Linked DNA regions of Oryctolagus cuniculus: region 2 is linked to region 1. Evidence: chromatin contacts called from public Hi-C data. All regions are on one chromosome and are shown on one strand. Each heading gives the region's core, a stretch centred on a gene start, on an enhancer-like site or on the middle of the called end of the contact. The rest is flanking DNA. Distances are from core to core; before and after follow the strand shown.

The links. A called contact is a pair of places that touch in the nucleus more often than the background predicts.
Region 2: a Hi-C map of embryonic fibroblasts shows a contact between it and region 1, with 4 times the contacts expected there. The contact joins the enhancer-like site here to the promoter of LOC100340047 in region 1. A contact is called at or near these places in 2 of 6 Hi-C or Micro-C datasets (embryonic fibroblasts and skin fibroblasts).

The regions. Positions count from the first base shown.
Region 1 is chr1:13,977,356-13,983,234 of mOryCun1.1, forward strand. LOC100340047 (olfactory receptor 10Q1) reads left to right here and starts at 3,154. Exons shown (of 1, transcript XM_002708974.3): 1 at 3,154-4,113. The coding sequence starts at 3,154. The coding sequence ends at 4,113.
Region 2 is chr1:14,363,471-14,369,349 of mOryCun1.1, forward strand. CTNND1 (catenin delta 1) reads right to left here. Exons shown (of 18, transcript XM_070070069.1): 7 at 5,674-5,857; 8 at 4,654-4,771; 9 at 3,223-3,376; 10 at 2,304-2,372; 11 at 708-835; 12 at 458-608. Among named protein-coding and RNA genes, the nearest start is that of CTNND1, 46 kb to the right of the region's middle. Within about 2 kb of position 3,306, at least 1 of the 8 cell types and tissues checked has an H3K27ac peak or open chromatin away from gene starts, as enhancers often do.

The DNA.
Region 1 (5,879 bases), core at 1,904-4,403:
CTTCAAAAAAATAATTTGAATCCTAAGTCCATCAGAAATAAATTTTCATGTATATCATTAGGATGTTAGCTTGAGAAGTGATTGTCCCATTGTCTTCAAGATATATTAGGAAGAAAATCCTTCCTGACTAATTTGAGAAGGTGACCACAGTTAACATTATATAAGGATTATTTTAAGGATTTTCAGGTACAACTCATTGAATTTTTACAACAACTTGGGATGTACTTGTATTTTAGTTCCATTTTATAGATAATGAGACCAATAGACATAGATCGTAGAGACAATGTAAGACAAAGGACCCTGGAATCCATCTGCACAGGTTTAGATTCACATTCTAACAGTCACTATCTGTGTGATCTTCACAAAGTTGCTTACCCGCTGTGTGCCTCAATTCCCTTGTCTATAAGACAAGTCTAAGAGCCCTTTTACAGAAGGCCATTGATAAATACAAGGTGCAAGGAATGCTGTGTGACACAACAAATCTAACAGAGTAATTAGCAATGGTGAATGATTCTGGTCTTCTGTGATGTCTCTCTCATGCCCTACAAATAAAATTTTTGATTTACCATATGTATATTTCATAATTATTTGCAATATCTTTTAAGGTCTTCTGATATAAGTGCCACTCCACTGTGGTACTCTTTTACAAAAGATATTTTTGTCATTTCATTTGTTTGTTCTTCTAGAGAATTTGATAGGATTATCTGTGATTTGTTCATTGCTTCAGAATCAATTAAACTAAAACATTGTGTTTGTCCACTGATACATAGGTATAGACCTTAGACGTTTTTGTCAAATAGCCCAAATTGTTATTTATCCACCGATACTTTATTCATTGTTTGTGTATTCATTTTTTTCGCTTGTTTTGAGAAGGACATTTTCTTCTTTTAACAATATTTTACTGATCATTTTGAGAGAACATATTCTAATTTACATTATAGTCAAAAGCTTATGGCTCTACCAAATAAATAATTCAACAAATAAGACATAAAAGTAAAAAGACCATAGTCTATGAAGAAAATAGGCAAGGACTATAAACAAAATCAAATATTTTCTAACGGGTACCATAGATTAAAAAAGAAGAAACCAAACTATTTTTGCTGATCATTCTACTTTTTGCGTTAGCTTTTTTCTATTATTTTTAGTTTTTAGTTTTCCATATCTTACATATTGATGGGGTAAAGTGTTGCATTTCAATACATATGTAGAAGATATTATGACCAAATCAGGGTAATTGTCATATCCATTACCCCTTCCATTCACTGTTCATTCCCCCAAACATCAGATGCAAGGCCAGATGAAGCCAAGAGCCAAGAACTCTGTCTGGGTCTTCCATGTGGGTGGAAGGGACCTAAGCACTTAGGCCAGGCTGTTTACTGCTGCTTTCCCAGGCACATTATCAGGCAGGTGGGTAGGAAGCAGAGCAGCTGGCACTCGAATTGGCAATCCAGTTAGGATGCCTATACTAACCCACTGCAACCAGGTCATTTATCAGGGGTTGTGTTAAACATGTTTAGAATGATATATTTCCTAGCCTTTTATGAATCTGAAGTAACAAGTTGCTTTTGAATAGAAGTCACTAAGGCTGGAGAATAGAACTCTCAATTTGTTTATGTTAAATTTCTGTTAAATTGTTCCTTCCTCCTGCATTTTTGAGTTGAAATTAAGTTGTATTCCAAACTACAAGGTATTTATATGCATAGATATTTTATTCCTTCCCAGATGCTTACAAAAATGCCTTTTCTTCTGATTGTTCTAATGTAAAATTCCATTTTGCTATTGTGTTTTCCATTTCCTTGGTGTTTTTTCTTATTTCAGAAAACTGTGTTTTCATTTATTCTAATTTGATTCAGTCCCTGTTCTTTTGGAACTTTCTTTAGAGTCCAAAAGTTTAGGTTCATGATTGGAAAGTTTCAGAAATGATTTGAGATAAAATATATAAACAGTACCAGGGGTTTTCAAAATGTTCACAGAAATAAACACTATCTTTTAATTCCATTTTTCCATGAAACTTTTGAAGGTTCTGATATGCTAAAGGAATAGACTGGATAAAAATTCATGTGCCTAGTTTTATATGCAGTCAAAACAATTGAATGTAAAGAGAACTCATAGTATAACTATAAATTGAATACTATTTGAAAAATGGAGAGTACTGAGCTTTGCTACACAGAATTATAGGCACAACCATTGCAGACATGGTGTTGAAGCCAGTTACAACATTTATCTTTACATTTCTAAGTTCAAACAGGCTACTAATTTCAGTGGTAAAAGAATGGTTGTGTTAAATTAGTGAGGGATTGGCCAGTGCTGTGGCTCAATAGGCTAATCCTCCGCCTGTGGCACACCGGGTTCTAGTCCCAGTCAGGGCGCGGGATTCTGTCCCGGTTGCTCCTCTTCCAGTCCAGCTCTCTGCTGTGGCCTGGGAAGGCAGTGGAGGATGGCCCAAGTGCTTGGGCCCTGCACCCGCATGGAAGACCAGGAGAAGCACCTGGCTCCTGGCTTCAGATCAGCGCGGTGCGCTGGCTGCAGCGGCCGTTGGGGGGTGAACCAACGGAAAAAGGAAGACCTTTCTCTCTGTCTCTCTCTCACTGTCCACTCTGCCTGTCAAAAAAAAAAATAGTGAGGGATTAAAATTTAAAAGAAGCATGAAGGATGCTTGTAGATTACTAGCATTTTTTTTCTCATATGATGATAGTGGTCATACTTGTATAATTAATGTGCAAAAAAGAAATCAAGCTGCACATTTCTGATTCATGAATTTCTCTGCATGTGGGCTATATATTGAAAAGAACGTCAACAAAAAACGAGAAGAGCATATCCAGTCACCTGTTATAAAATTATCCACAACTATGTATCACTTTAGTTTAACTGAATACAAGAAAAGTTTACATCTTACCAATGGGATTAGAGTAATATCTGCAGACATTTCACCAGGGACTATACAGGTCTTGTCGCCAGTAACTTCAGGTGAGTATTTATCCCATATGTAAGGATTTCTAAGCAAAATTACAAAAGGGTTTCCATTGTGAATTCAGGCACTGTGGATGGAAACAGGATATCAATAGGTGGCTCTAAATCAAATTTAAAAATCTCTCTTTTTCTCAAGCAACTCAGTCACTCAGCGTTAACTGTTCCTATTCTTTTACAGAGAACATGTTGGGTTGGAAACAAGTTTTCAACCAAACCGGTCCTACTGAGTTTGTTTTCCGCCTGTTCACAGCTGTCCCAGAATTCCAGGTCCTTCTCTTCCTCCTCTTCCTCCTCCTCTACCTGATGATCCTCTGTGGCAACACAGCCATCATCTCTGTGGTGTGCACACACAGCTCCCTCCACACCCCCATGTACTTCTTCCTGTGCAACCTGTCTCTCCTGGAAATCTGCTACACCACTGTTGTGGTGCCCCTGATGCTTTCCAACATTTTTGGAGCCCAGAAGCCCATTTCGTTGGCTGGTTGTGGGGCCCAAATGTTCTTCTTTGTCACCCTGGGCAGCATTGACTGTTTCCTCCTGGCAGTCATGGCCTATGACCGCTACGTGGCCATCTGCCACCCACTGCACTACACCTTCATCATGACCCAGAAGCTGTGCATTCAGATGGTGGTGGGCTCCACGATCCTGGCCCTCACGCTCTCCCTGCAGCTCACCGCCTTAATCTTCACCCTGCCCTTCTGTGGGCACCGCCGGGAGATCAACCACTTCCTCTGCGATGTGCCTCCAGTCCTGCGCCTGGCGTGCGCTGACACCCACGTGCACCAGGCCGTTCTCTACTTCGTGGGCATCCTCGTGCTGACGGTGCCCTTCCTGCTCATCTGTGTCTCCTACGTGTTCATCACCCGCGCCATCCTCCGCATCCGCTCTGCCCAGGGCCGCAGCAGGGCTTTCTCCACCTGCTCCTCGCACCTCACGGTGGTCCTGCTTCAGTACGGCTGCTGCAGCCTGGTCTACCTGCGTCCCCGGTCCAGCACCTCGGAGGACGAGGACCGCAAAATCGCGCTCGTCTACACCTTTATCACCCCCTTACTCAACCCTTTGATCTACACGCTCAGGAACAAGGATGTCAAAGGTGCTCTGAAGAAAGCCATCGTCAGTAAAGCGGCCTCTGGCACCGACTGACGACTTGGTGGAGAGGTTCAATGTTTGTCGGTGGTATGTCAAGAGCTGTAAAGAACAAATGGAATTATAACATGTGCTTGCCTTTGAGTGTATACATTTGACATTTTTTTTTTTGGTATATTCATTCCTTATCCACAATCCTAGTCATTTACCTCAAATTATTTTTTGAGACAATATATTTTTTAGTTTACATATTTACTCAGAGTCTTAATGACACCAATAATAAAGTGTTCAAAAATAAAAAGTAAAAAGACTACAGTCCAGTTGAAAACTATGTAGGGGTTATAAAGAATAATCAAATGAAAATATATTCAGCTTCACTCATAAAGAGTAAATTTTAAAACATTAATAAGATCATTAAAACTTTAGTAGTATGTAATTCCTATCAATTTTTTTGACAAATATTTTAAACAGAGCTTGACAAAATACTGTATTTGCAGCAAAACTGATACACACTGGCATTTCTTTCTCTTTTAAAGTTTAGCTCCACATATACAAGAGAAGATATGGTGTTTGTCTTTCATTGTCTGGCTTATTTCACTCAACATGATGTCCTGTAGTTCCAACCATTTTGCTACAAATGTTAGAATTTCATTCTTCTTTATAGTAAAGAATATTCCATTGTGTTATTGTGTATGTATGTATGCGTGGGCATGTGTGCTTTATCCATTCATCTGATGATGGACACCTTGGTAGATTCCATATTTTGTCTATAGTGTGTAGTGTTCCACCATAAAAATGGTAGAGAAGGTATCTATTTTATACAATGATTTTGTCTTTTGGCCCCATACCTAGTAGTGGAATTGCTAGATCATATGGCAAGTCTATTTTTCTAATTTTTTGAGGAAATCCCCATATTGTTTGCAACAATGGTTGGCTAATTTACATTCCCACCAACAGGGTATATGAATTCCCCTTTCTCCACAACCTTGCCAAAATTTGTTTCTGTCTTTAAGATTCTGAAAGGAATGAGGTAAAAACTCATCGTGGTTTTGACTTGCATTTCTCTGATGGCTAACAATATTGAGAAATCCCTCTTGTATTTGTTGTCCATTTGTATTCTCTTTTCAAGAACTGTGTATTCAGGAACAATTTCATAACTGGATTTTTTATTGTTCAGTTTTCTGAGTTACTGATATATTTTGATTATTAATCCTTTGTCAGAGAAGTAGCCTGCAAATATTTTCTCCCATTCTGTCAAATGTCTCTTCATTTGATTGATTCTTCCCTTTGCTGTATAGTAGTTTCTGAGTTTAATATAATCCCATTAGTCTAGTTCTGCTTTTGTTGTCTTGCTTTGGGAATATTTTCTAAGAAGAAATCACCTACACCAATGTCTTATAGTATTTTCTCTACATTTTCTTCTAGCAATTTCATAGTCTCAGATTTTTTTTTTAAGATTTATTTTATTTATTTGAAAGACAGAGTTACAAAGAGAAGTAGAGACAGACAGAGAGGTCTTCCAACCTATGGTTCACTCCCCAATTGGCCGCAATGGCTGGAACTGGGCCAATCCGAAGCCAGGAGCCAGAAGCTTCTTCTGGATCTCCCACATGGGTACAGGGGCCCAAGGACTTGGGCCATCTTCTACTGCTATCCCAGGCCATAGCAGAGAGCTGGATTGGAAAAGGAGCAGCCAGGACTAGAATGGGTGTCCATATGGGATCCTGGCAATTTAGGCCAGGGCTTTAACCTGCTGCACCACAGCACCGGCCCCCATAGTCTCAGATCTTAAATTAGACTTTTGATCCACCTAAAGTTGATTT
Region 2 (5,879 bases), core at 2,056-4,555, 390 kb after region 1:
TTCCATGACCCTCAGTTTCCTTATCTGATACACAACAGTACTTCAAAAAGTTTGTGGGAAAACAGAATTAAAAGATAAGTTTATTCTGGTGCCAAACAATTTTGTAATCCATGCAGGTTTTTCATAATACCTATTTCCCCTGAAATACTTTTATATTTTAAAAAATTGGCCTTTGCAAAGTGGTGGGAATTAAGTGAAAAACAGACACACATGCTTAACAATGCACAGTACCAAAACAAGGGCTCAAAAAAATGCTACCAATTATCATTCTGTTTTTGTAGCCATCACTTCCTGTCCTTCCAAGAAGTAGTCAACTTCAACTCTCACCCTTGGATTCACAAACCATGGACAGCTAGAGTCCCTCACTTATGTCATTTCATTAAAGAAATTATGAGCACCTGCTAGAAGACAAGTATATACTAGATGCTGAAATCACAGTCAGCTTTCAATTCCTCACCAATCAATTCTTTGTTGCGGGCATCCACAGCCAGATTCCTCAGTGCTCCAGATGCAGCTTTCACTACACGCTCGTGTTCACTGGTCAGGAGGTCAGCTATGGCAGAAAGAGCCTTTTCTTGACGCAGGGCAGAGCGGATGTATCGACCATACTAGAAATGGCAGAAAGAGGCAGAACAGATTACAAAAATGGCGGCAAGCTAGTTATCTAAGTTCTCCCTATTCAAATCCATTTTCTAATAGGTTCTTACCGTCCAGCGCCCAGCACACAAGTTCTGGATAGCTCCAGCTGAGGCTTCTAAAATGGCAGGAGTCTTGCTTTCCTTGAGGAGGGAGATATATATCCGAACCACCTCTGGCTGAAATAAGAGTTCATAGCCTGCACAAGAAAGGGCAAGAAGGCAGAGGATGCTAATCAACACCGGACAACAGAACGGCTGGAGTCTGACCTTAGTACTCTGGATTGATGGATTTATGTTCCTTAACCAATCTGCCCCCTAAACTGTCCCAGCCACTCAACAGTATGCTCAGTCACAATATCATGTCTCCTCCTTCTTTTTTTTTAAGATTTATTTATTTATTTGAAAGAGTTACAGAGATAAAGAGATCTTCCATTCATTGGTTCACTCCCCTGAGGGCAGCAATGGCCAAGCCGATGCCAGGAGCCATGAGCTTCCTCCAGATCTCCCACGTGGGTAGCAGGGGCCCAGGTACTCAGGCCATCTTCCACTGCTCTTCCCAGATCATTAGCAGGGAGCTGGATTGGAAGTAGAACAGCCAGGACACAAACCAGCACCCATATGGGATACCGGCACTGCGGCAGTAGCTTTACTTACTACACCACAATGCTGGCCTCACCATGCCTTAAGAATAATTAATCTGGGGCTGGCACTGTGGTGCAGCAGGTAAAACCACCGCCTGCAGTGTTGGCATCCCATATAGGCGCCAGTTTGAGTCCCGGCTGCTCCATTTCCAATCCAGCTCTCTGCTATGGCCTGGGAAAGCAGTAGAAGATAGCCCAAGTCTTTGGGCCCCTGTACCCACGTGGAAGGCCTGGAAGAAGCTCCTGGCTTCGGATCAGCTCGGTTCCAGCCACTGCGGCCAATTGGGGACTGAACCAGCGGATGGAAGACCCCTCTCTCTCTCTCTCTCTCTCTCTGCCTCTCCTCTCTTTGTAATTCTGACTTTCAACTAAATAAATAAATCTTTAAAAAAAGAATAATTAATCCATGGTAACAGCAGAACAGAAAATCAAACATCACATTCAACTCCTCTTTCTCCTTCTCTCCCACTGCTTACCCTGGCCCTGGTTCTACCACGAGTCTGCAGGGAATTCATTTAGCTCATTGACAGCACTCAAAAGATTGATCATCTCACATGAATTATTCTTAACTTAGCCTAGTCATTCTCCCCAGCTTTACTATTATTAAGTAAAAGGGTCCATGGCAGACATAACAACATTTAAAAGCTCCATAATCATGAAATTTTATACCCTGTGAACTTTGGACTCATTGTACTGATGAACATAAAGATACAGATTGTGCTCAAGAAGCTTCTTTTAACAGTAAGGAGTAAGTCCCAGGAACTGCAGTGGCCACAAAGGGTACTCATTAGGGCCTTATAATATCCTGAAGTAATCTGAGTAATTGCCTCAACAAGCATTCCTTTGTAGTTACTGCCCTAATACTATAGCTTCCTAATGCTTTCACCACCACTTCTAATCCTTGAGTAAAGAAGAGAGAACAGTAAACACATTGCATAAAGTCTGCTGTTAGGCTACCAGTGCCATATGTGTGTGGACTATGTTTATGAGACTTTGAGAGACTGAGAGGAAAAAGACAACTTACCTCGAGCAGGACTAGTTCTTTTAGGGAAATCCACTGTATCATTTACTGGATCCTCTGTGGGTTTCTTCCCTACAGAAATGAAAAAGAGGAGGAACAGGAGTAAAGAAGCTTAAGAAAGGAAGACTCCATCAGGCAAATTTTTCATTCTTCAGTCAGAATCTCTGGATCAGAAATGCATCAAGAGGGACAAGAAGGGAGGGCAGAGTCCAGCTTGTCCCAGCAGGGGGCTACACAGAAACAAGGACAGAAAACAGGCAGCAGACAAGACAAGGACAGCCACTGTTGCTATTGCCTGAGTTCCAGTAACAGGGACTGCTGCCCAGAAATAGCATGCCATGACCCATCAGCTCTGAATAGCTAAGATCTTCCTCAACGAATTTTCCTACATGCATCCACAGGGAAGGAAGGGTTAGGCAGGAAATACTAGGGAAGGCTAAAACCAAAACATGCAAATTAGAAATAGACAAGCGCCTTAAAAGATTCCACTCACCTCTGGAGAACCACTCATCTTCCAGTGCGCCGCCCAAGATGGAAAGCAGAAAGAAATGAAAGTAGAAAGCAGGAGAAAGATGTCAATAGAATCGTGAGCAAACAAGCAGGAAAGCACAGAAGAAAAGAAAACACAGTGAACACAAAGGGGGATGGGAGAGAAGGTCCCAGATTACTTGAGTTCTCATCCTTCTTTACCCAGTCATTGCTACCTATACCACCACGACCACCACCACCACCACCACCACCACCACCACCACCACCAAATGAATGATGTACACAACACAAGGGAAGCAGCACCACAGCAAAGACACCCTTGACCAGTAGACTCCCACACTGCTTGGCAAGTCTTTTGTATTTAAACCTAAAAGTGTTCCTTACTTTTCCTTGTCCCACACTGACGAGCAAGGAACAAGAAACTACAACTCACCTTTGCCCTTCTTGGCCCCAAAGCAACTGGCAGCATGTGGCCCAGTATTGTTGGCAACACTGGGAGGCGCCTCTTGGTAACGCTCTGCCTGTGGGATCTCCCGGTGAACTTGATATGATAAGTTCCGAAGCAGGCAAACACAATTCTCCACAAGCTTAGGGACACAAGACAAAAGGCTCAATGAGAGAAGACGGTGCCTATCGTGATTTTCCACCAAATATATTTTCCATAACATGACTGTTAAAATATCAGTCTTCAAAAGCACAGCCCAATCCGTCACCTCATAAGCCTCAGGCTTCTTAATTACAGGCTTCCATGAGCCTGTAGCTTCAGGCTAACGGAAAGTCCATCCATTGGCTTCTGCCACTATTTGGTGTACCATTTTTATTTTTTCTTTTTAAAGATTTATTTATTTATTTGAAAGGCAGAGTTACACAGAGAGAGGAGAGACAGAGAGAGAGAGGTCTTCTATCCAACTGGTTCACTCCCCAGTTGGCTACAACGGCCGGAGCTGAGCCTATCTGAAGCCAGGAGCCAGGAGCTTCTTCCTGGTCTCCCACATGGGCACAAGGGCCCAAGGACTTGGGCCATCTTCTGCTTTCCCAGGCCATAGCAGAGAGCTGGATTGGAAGTGGAGCAGCTGGTTATCGAACCGGCTCCCATATGGGATGTTTGTGGCTTAACCCACTGCACCCCAAGGCTGGCCCTAAGGCAGTTTTCTTTCTTTCTTCCTTCCTTTTCTTCCTCTCCTTTTCCCTTCCCCTTCCCCTTCTTTCCCCTCTCCTCCCCTCCCCCCATTCCCTTACTCTCTCTCTTTTTCCTTAAAGATTGATTTTATTTATTTGAGAAAGTTAGAGAGATCTTCCAACCGTTGGTTCACTCCAAATGGCTGCAACAGCCAGGCCTGAGCCAGACCAAAACCAAGAGCCAGGAGCTTCTTCCAGGTCTCCCAGATAGGTGCAGGGGCCCAAGCACTTGGGCCATCTTCCACTACTTTTCCAGGTGCATTGGCAGGGATCTGGATTGGAAGTTGAGCAGCCACTTCCGAACCAGCACCCATATGGCATGCTGTCATAACAGGTGGCGGATTTACTCACTTTGCCACAATGCTGGCATATGGGAGACCCAGAAGAAGCTCCTGGCTTCGGCCTGGCCCAGCCTGGGCTGTTGTGGCTATCTGGAAAGTGATCCAGCAGATGGAAGATCTCTGTTTCTCCTCTCTAACTCTGCCTTTCAAATAAATAAACCAAATAAATCTTGGAAAGAAAGGATAAAAGAGAAAAACTGTCTTCTTCTAAGTTGAATGCCCACTTTAGAGAGAAGAGACTGGTATAGATATTTACCATTACCTAAAAACTTTAGATGACAGGTCTGCACTACAGTTACTTCAAGGTTCCAGTATAAACAGAACTCACTCAGCTATCAACTTACCTTGCTGTCTGAATCCTTCTGTCCAATCTCAGCCTGAACAATGAAAACGAGGGCATCAACTAAGCCATCACATTCCCGAAGTTTCCGGCGAGCTTCACTCCTCTCTGAGCTTACATTCCTGAGGGGAATTCAAGAGAATATTCAAGACAACCCAAATCCAGATCCTCTCTTAAGATGCCCTCAACATCTCTAAGCTTCCTCAATACCTTTTCTATTTACTGACACAGTCAACACCTATTAGAAGCAAGGCATTGCAGTTGACAGAAAGTTGGTTAACAGGTCCCAACACTCAACTTTAATAACCCTGTAGGTAGGGTGGAGGTTAAAACATATACAAACAACAGGAATTGATACTTCTTGACTGGATGTGCAAACGGGATGGAGCACAGAGATATATTCTATTCCAAAGACGAAAAGATTGCATTACATTTATAGGATATAGAAAGAAGAAATCAGGAAAACATAGACAAAACAAAGGCATTTGAATTTAGCCTCAAAAAGTAAGAAACCTTTCTCTCTCTCTCACTGTCCACTCTGCCTGTCAAAAAAAAAAAAAATTAAAAAAAAAAAGTAAGGAAAGAAAGGCACTGACAGACAAAATAAAGTACTTCCTTCCTTATCTATACCCCATCCTCCTAATATTGTATTCCTTTTGTTGCATTTATTAATGTAACTGAGAGCAGGGACAAACACATAAGCCCAGGCCCAGACAAGCACGTTATGTAGGGTAGGTATTGAATGTACTGAACAAATTTTTACCAAATTAGATGAACAAAGTCAAAAAGAGAAATAAAAGTGAGAAGGATGTAGAGGGAATAGCAAGCGATCAATATAATCATATGTGTTATATGTGTTATAAACCAGAGAGCAGCAACAAAGGTAGAAAGACAGGATGGGTTACAGTATGCTATACAAATAGGAATGGAGATTGAATAACCAGCTAATGAGTCTTTATTTTAAAGAAATTTAAGCCAATCTTCAAAAATTCAGTCTTCATATTCTCAAAGCCACTATCATTACCTAAGGCACCCAGCTGTGTTGGTGAGCACCGACTCCCACTCAATATGGCGTGGCTTACAATCTTCATTAGGTTCCCTTTCCCAACCAGAATGTGGAATGATTACTTCATCTGTCAAGGCGTGCAATGCATGGTCCACAATCTCCATTTTGATTGAGTCATGGGATGAGAGATTCCACAGGGTTCCTGGTGGAGACAATGTATCAGA